2 separate regions of the Triticum aestivum genome follow, and region 2 is linked to region 1. Evidence: chromatin contacts called from public Hi-C data. All regions are on one chromosome and are shown on one strand. The core of a region is the stretch at or near the end of the contact, and the rest is flanking DNA. Distances in the headings are between cores, read along the strand shown.

Region 1 (3,831 bases), core at 411-2,910:
AACCTTTACAGGAAGAGAGTCAACAACAAAATTGAATTCCTCTCCCCACATTGGGTTTCTTGAGCCAGGAACCATGGAGCTGTAAGGTGTTAAGAGATGAAACCAAGGGGATAAGTAGAGCACTACAAAATTACCTACTTGACTCCAAAATTCTATTAAGCAGAATAAAATTATCTAATATTAGGAGTGTTTATTTGAAATTGTTTCCGTCAACCCCCTTCCACCATTGCTTTTCCTACAGAAATATTTTTAGGGTCGATGAGTTACATCAGTCTACTTAAGACCCCAACCCCTTTCTCTCCTTCAACGGATTTCCGGCAATCCTGAGAGCAACCACATTCATTCATCTCCAAATTATGTCATCTGCAATTTAGATCTATGAACTGAACTTCTCCTGCGCCGAATCACTCCTATACACCGATTGGTAGTTGTCTAAACTGAGCCACCTCCCATCTCTCGTCTAATGATCTAGTGAGTAGCAATAATTCATCATTTAACTTGGTTTTACTGTGACCTTAAAAGGACAGCATTAGCCGCCAGCAGAACCTTTTGGGCAACGCGTTCGATTGGTTGTTGGATGAAGCTTGAACCTAGTTTACTCACACATATAGTTATCTGTACAGGTCATCAAATGAAATGCTCCTTCTCTAAAAAAAATCAAATGAAATGCTGTTACAATCCTCTCTTCCGTACTTCAATTCAATCAGTAAATGTTTTTCCCTAAAAAAGTGGTTTATTGAGTATTGTGCAGCCTAAATTCCAGGAGACAAGGTCATTTTCCAATGAAAAACCTTTGATGAGTCATATGACCGTGTGATGGCCATTGCTAAGTTTTTAGTCAGGAATGTATCAGGAACAGAGTTCTTCCTAAACCTATAGTCTGATAATGCTGTAACCATAAGTCAAATCATCCAAACTAACTAGAATCGACAGCATTGCAGAAGAGAATGTACATATAAATACTGAACCGAACCTGAAACGCTTCTCTTCGCCGCAGGTGATGAGCGCATAAGGGTCCGAGGTCCCATTCAAGTTCGCCGCGATCAAATTCTTCGCGGCTAGCAGCTCCAGCTGTTACAGGCACGCACCCAAGTCACACGACCGCTCACAGAGTCAATCACAATCAGGGGGGCGCAACAAAATCAGAGACAAGGGGCTGATCAGCCTCACCTTCACCACGTACGCCGACGGCCCCGTGGAGTACTGAGCAGCAATCCCCGCGCGCGGAACAGACAAAGCCAAACCAAAAACGCTAGCAACGTTAGCACGGGTGATCGTTCATCGGCGCATGCCGTAACCGCCCAAAAATTTCCCCACTGACGGACCCCAGGCAACCGCCGGTGCTTGCTTACCTTGTCGGCGCCGTCGAGGTCCCGCGCGAGGGCGAGGTCGTCGGCGCCCGCGGGCGGGGCGCGCGGGCCGAGGAGCTCGTAGGCGGCGTAGAGCGCGACGATGAGCATGGCCGCGGCGCAGGTGACCTCGATCTCCCAGCAGGTGGGCAGGAGGAACCCGAGCGCCGCCGCCGCCTGCGGCGACATGCCGCCGACCCTCCGCGAGGCCGACGCCGAGGGAGGGGGTCTAGGGTTTCTCGGGGGTGGGAGAGGGTGAGGGGAGGGACAAGCACGCGATGGCCATGGGAGGGAAGGGGGCAAAGGGGGGAGGTGGTGGTTACGGAACGGGAGGGGGCGCGACGTGGCGGAGAAGGTGGAACCGGTCGGGACAGCGTGGCCCCCCAGTGAGATCCGACGGTTGGGGCCGCTTGCGCGTGAGGTGGCGCGGATCTTGATGCGTCGGGGAAATGCAGGATGGGACGCTCGCAAAATCCGATTAAGATCCGTTTTATCTCTTAAATAAAAAATCCGATTGAAGATCTGTTTTCACAATCCATCTTTGAAACTAGATCTCATATCGATATATTTCGATGAATTTTTTTTGTTTAAAAGTTGCCATGTCTATTACACATGAATTGCCATGATGTTTACACCGAAGTTGCCATCATATGTTTTAACTATTTTGTTCTACATTTAAAAGTAAATTTTGACATCTTATAAAACGGAGAATTAAGAAACTAGACTTGTCATGTACCATAAACTAAAATTGTCATGATACATGCACTTAAAATTGTCATGGTTCATACAAAAAAAATATTTTCATGATCAAAGTACTGGAATTGCCATCATAAAAAAACTAAAATTGTCATGCTCTACAAACTAAAATTGTCACATGGCAACTTTAGTTTAAGCACTATGGCCACTACAGTGTAAACATTATGGCAACTTCTGGGCAAAAAAAAATTCATCGAAACATATCAACATGGGGTCTAATTTTGAAGATCTCGTCGAGACGGGTTTAATGGTGAAAACAGATTTTTAATTTGATTTTTTAATTAGGAGATAAAACATTTTTAAGTCGAAAACCAAAAAGATTTCTGTTGATGTCATCTATTCATACGTGGCAAAATGAGTGGTGATGAAGGTGTGTGGGCGATGTGCAAACGCCCACACATGTGGGCATTAGTTTTTTCGAAAAACAATAGTATCAGATTTTTAGTCACTTGTATCGAAAACATTTGTCGTCGTTGGATCTAGCGCACTAATCTTGGCACACAGATGATAGCCATGCCATCACCTGGATTTGTTCGCTCCAATGATAGAGCGAGCGAACATCGTGAGCCCACGACCCACCACTCCCTCTCACCTCACCTACGAAGCGGTCGAAGGTATCACTCACTTCCTCTCTCCCGTAAATCCCCAGATCAACTCGACCAGGCCAACTCTCGGGCGACTTGTGCGGGTAACACACAGATCCTGACCAAATCCCCAGGCCGGTCCATGAGTAGCGCGCAAGGGGAGCCGCCGCAGAGGAGCTGCACATTGAACAGATGGGTAAGGGCGGCCGGAGAGAGAGAGAGAGAGAGGGAGGGAGGGAGGGAGGGAGAGAGAGAGAGAGAGAGATGGCTTACGACCGAGTGACGAGAAGGCTTTATAGTCCAACAGGCGGTCGCGCCACCGCTCCCTTCTGCGGGGACGCCCAGTGAACTCTTCAAGCCATGATGGATGGCCAACTAAAAGATGTCGCAACACGCACAGTCGCTTCGCCAATGGGCAAACTCATCCACAATGTTCTGATGCCCCTCACCTTGGCTAGGGTGTTTGTCGATGATTTTGAAGATGTAGAGCAATTTGAACAACCTCGAGGTGCAGACGAGGGAACACACTATAAGTTCAAAGAGTGTCCGAATTGACCCTTAGGTGGTCCAAGGAGCATATCCTTTTGGGACAAACAAACGTGCCCTTGACACCCAATACGAGCGTCCCTTCACTCGGAGCATCTCCTTTTGGTACTAGCAGTAGCGAAAGGTCTGAAAGAAGTCGTACCTAATATGAAAAGACGAGGCTACTGAAAAGATCAGTATCGTCGACTAGAGGGGTGGGCGAATAGACAACTAACAATTTTTAAATTCCATTCCAAATTTTAGGCTCAATAAGAAAGTAGTTTGTCTACATATTGCTCGCGGAAAATGATGCCAGAAAAGAGGTTGGTAATCCCTGGGTGCAAGGAATTGTCATAGCACTTTCCAAATATAGAGGTGGTAGGAGTTAAAGATAAGATTCGTATTTTCTTAGGTCCTATATGTCACTGATACAATCATATGTACACCAAGTGTTTGCTTTACCTAGGAAGTAAAACTAGAAGTACTTGGTATCAAAGAATAGTTTTGCAAGATAATTAAAACCCGTAAATAAAAGTTAGGTGTTGTTTTGTAAAAGAACAATACATAGCGAACGTGAAAAAGTGGTGGTCGTATGTGGTGCAGAATTGTCCCCAGGC
Region 2 (3,831 bases), core at 881-3,380, 390 kb after region 1:
TGCCGGATCCATGCGCCATTTGGGCGGACGCAATGGGTTCCTGACGGATGGAGTCCGAGCGCAGCCGTGCACAGGCCTCCTCTCGGGCGCGTCGTAGCGCAAGCCGGACGGCCATCTCCTCCTCAGGGCCGCATGGGATGAGCTCGGTGTCGATGGATCTGGAGGTGAAGGACTCGAATCCACTGCCTGCCCTACCGAAGACGGCCGGAAGAATCCGGAGACAAGCTTGAGTGGCGGGGGGGAGGGGGGGAGTGGAGGGGAGATGAGTGAAGTGGCTAGGGTTTGATCCTGCGAGCAGATGGGAAGGGATTTATGTAGGGTCAGGTGGGCCAGCATGGACCGGGTTCAACGTGACAGGCGTGCCCGGGTGTCCCATATCCGCCCCATATTTGGGATGGATATGGGGGGTGCCGGTCAGCCCGGGCGTTTGAGGGCCGTTTGAGGGCCGTTTGAGGGGCCCGTCTGGGTCAAACAATCATGACCAGACAGTGACCGGGCGGCCCGCCCAGACGTATGAGGCGGGTTTGAGGCGCCCGGCTGTAGATGTTCTAAGAGTGCTAGCATATGCCTTCTTATTATCCGCCTGCACAACCAACATTAATTTATCACAATGGATCCAAGGACAATGACCCCAGAGGCTCGAGAATTGTAGGAGTAGGTGCGAGATTTCATCATAAGTTCGAGGAACCTCAAAGAAGAGTACAAAGCACACGCCGGCGGAGGAGGTGCTGGTGCACACGCCGCGGGAGGGGGCGGTGCACACAACGACGTGGTGTTGCAATATTTTTGTTGATAGCTTACCAAGCTGACCACTTGGTACAACGACGTGGTGTTATTTTGGACATGTCACCGATTATTGCTTTTGTTCATGCAACTTGTCAACAACTAGGTGTATGATTGCCTAATGTGCCAAACCTCTTATTTTGAAGGGAATTCAAATATTTGAGTGAGAAAAAAAATGAAGGTGGAGATTAGTGACCATGTGTCTTTATGTCGTCTCGGCGGCCTTCATATCTATATGAAGCGCGCTTCATATGCATTATGATGATCATCAATATGAGTGACATTATAAGAGTTGCTCTAAGGCCTTTCAAAAAAAAAGAATATGGGTCCTGTCAAGGAGGGGATATGTCACATGTAAGGGGGGGGGGCAGTGTCCCTATTTTTCTTTTGGCTTTTGATTTATTTTCAATCTTGTGCGCCAAAAGTTTGAATTAAGTTTGTTTGCATATTCATGGTATTCGTGACGAGGGCCTTCAGATAAGATCTATTTTAAATACATTTTGAGAGAGTTTTTAAAACTCCATAAGTATCAACTGCAAAACTTAGTGCGAGCGAATGACAAAATCACGATTTTAGAAACTAAAGTTTAAATACAACTGCTAATGGATGATATTTTGCGGCCGATTTCCGCACTACACAAAACTGCAACCATGTATCCATGTCGGTCAGTGGGCTACAACCGTTGATCATGAGTGTCATGCGATTTTTATTCGGCACTCTATCGCCTGCACAACAATTCTGAAATTTGAAACTTGGTGTGACCTTATGCGGAATCCAACGACTTTGCAGATCGCAAGGCAATAGAGTGTCTGAGCACGGCTAGGCAGGTGCATGCTCATGCGAGTTTTCGGGCCTTGTCGCCTATACATGAACTGATTTAGGCCCATTTTTTTTGGCCGATTCTCCTAGAATCTTAAGAATCGATCATTTATCCAGCTTTTTTCAGAATCTTGAACTCATATTCTTTTTTACAATCTTAGATAGTTAGGATGTAAACAATTAGGATTGTAAAAAAAATGGATTCTAGATTCTCAGAGAAGCTGGGCGAAGGATCAATTCTAAAGATTCTGAAAGAATCGGTCAAAAGAAATGGACCTTAGTCATTGGACATTCTGTTCTCCATTAAAAAAAGACATTCATCATTCTAAAAGAATAGGCATTGGACATTCCTCCGTCGATCCACAAATTCGAGGTGCAAATTCCGTCTGCGTCCTTCCTTACCCACGTGTTGTTTTCTCAACACTCAGATGCAGAGGCAGAAAAGGCCCTACTTACGTGAACTCTTTGCACTGCGGCACAACAATCGCATATGCTTTCGGGGCCTTATCCATGTCACGGGATCGCAACCAATGGGAACGTGACATGACGCCTCCGTGGGGCCACGTCTATCTCCCACCCTTTGGTTGCATCTGCAGTTTGAGAGACATGCACATGCTTATGCCAATTGCTGCACTACACCATACAGCAGCAGCAACTCAGGGCAGAGCAATGCTCCATTCCATGGCGCCCCTCCACGCCGCCGCCGCCACTGCGCAGCACGCAGCCGTCGGCGCAGCTCCGGGCAGAGATGCTGCTCCGAAGAAGAACGGCGGCTGCGTTCCAGCCAACCGCGACACCAGGAGGTTCAGCCAACTGTTTTTTCTCTTACGATTCATGTGACGCGTCTTTGTGTTTCAGACAGCGGCCACATCCTTTGTTTCTGATGTGTACTTGGTGTCGCAGGGCGTTCCTGAGCGGCGTGGCGATCGCCGCTGCCGGCGCCGGCGCGCTGCTGGGCCACGTGGACGCGGCGCCGGCGGCCTCCAAGAGGCGGGCCCCGCCACCGCCGTCGGAGGAGAAGGAGAAGAAGGACCCCAACCTCAGCGGCGTGCAGGCCAAGGTGTTGGCCAGCAGGAAGCGGAAGGAGGCCATGAAGGAAGCCGTGGCCAAGCTGCGGGAGAAGGGGAAGGAGCCCGCGGACGCGGCCAGCACCGTAACCGGAATAAAGCCCAGATCGACAGGGGCCGTTGTAGAGTGAGTTTGTGTTGGGTGCCGCCGCTTAATTTACCAGCTTCTCATTTGTCGATGAGGAGCACATAACAGAGATCGATTCGCCATATCTTAGCATAAATATTTACCCAATGAGTATCGTTTTGCTGCCTGCGATGGAAGTACACGCTTGAATTGATGCGCTCTTATCTGTGAATAACCTGGCAATGCCAGTACCAGACAGTCAATGATAAACAACGTAGATGAAGTTCACCAAGCAAAAATTCCGCTCTGGAACTTGACCTTCGCCAAGCAACTCTGCCGGCTAATTTGCGTAAGAATACGTTCAAACTTGTGATACTGATATTACCAAAAAAAATGCTATACATGCCAGATCTTCATTGGAAAAAAAGTATCAAAACACATTACATTCCTTTACGAAATTACATGAGAAATCTATTTCTACTATATCTGGAGAGTACAAATAAACTTGTGTGCATCATCTACATCAGAACAGAGGTAGCGCGTAAGCTAACTCCTAGATACAATGGACTTTCCAGTAATAAACTTGGGGCGCTTCTTAAATCCACTAATCTGCTTTTGAAGTTCCTTCTCCAGCTTCGGTTTGTCGCCGCAACTTGTCAAGACTAGTTCATTCAGGTTTTGGAGGACCAGCACAAGGGACAAGCCCTCCTTACTGTCGTCCAAGTTAACGCATTTCTTCACTTCAAGTTTCTCGAGCACGGCCAATGCACCATCTTTGATTTGTATGCTCTCGATGTTCTCCATCCCTTCAATGTAAAGCAGTTTGAGCTTCGGAAATGTACCTTCCCCAAAACATAACATCTTCTCGGCGAAGGACTCCTCCCAGAGTGCAAGAAGAGTAAGGTTGCGCAGCTTCCCCATCACCTCGACGTCAACCTGCTTCAACTGTGTCTGAATTAGCTTTACCTTGGCCAGATCCTTGAGACGATCCATCCAGCCAGGGAGGTTGCCCAAACGGCCACACAGGCGCAGTGATAGGAGATGCTTTGGTGGCATTTCCTCTGCTTTCTTTGCTTCCTTCAGAAATTCAAGCGA

Evidence for each region. A called contact is a pair of places that touch in the nucleus more often than the background predicts.
Region 2: a Hi-C map of leaf shows a contact between it and region 1, with 2.9 times the contacts expected there. The contact joins the promoter of LOC123107435 here to the promoter of LOC123104426 in region 1. A contact is called at or near these places in 1 of 5 Hi-C or Micro-C datasets (leaf) and 1 of 1 datasets of contacts at active chromatin or transcription factors (leaf).

The regions. Positions count from the first base shown.
Region 1 is chr5A:513,400,549-513,404,379 of IWGSC CS RefSeq v2.1, forward strand. It overlaps LOC123104426 (BAG-associated GRAM protein 1), which reads right to left and starts at 1,661. Exons shown (of 18, transcript XM_044526268.1): 1 at 1,353-1,661; 2 at 1,171-1,203; 3 at 974-1,071; 4 at 4-79. The coding sequence starts at 1,538.
Region 2 is chr5A:513,790,165-513,793,995 of IWGSC CS RefSeq v2.1, forward strand. LOC123107435 reads left to right here and starts at 2,131. Exons shown (of 2, transcript XM_044529423.1): 1 at 2,131-2,405; 2 at 2,506-2,923. The coding sequence starts at 2,146. The coding sequence ends at 2,800. LOC123104429 (disease resistance protein Pik-2) reads right to left here. Exons shown (of 2, transcript XM_044526271.1): 2 at 3,118-3,831. The coding sequence ends at 3,283.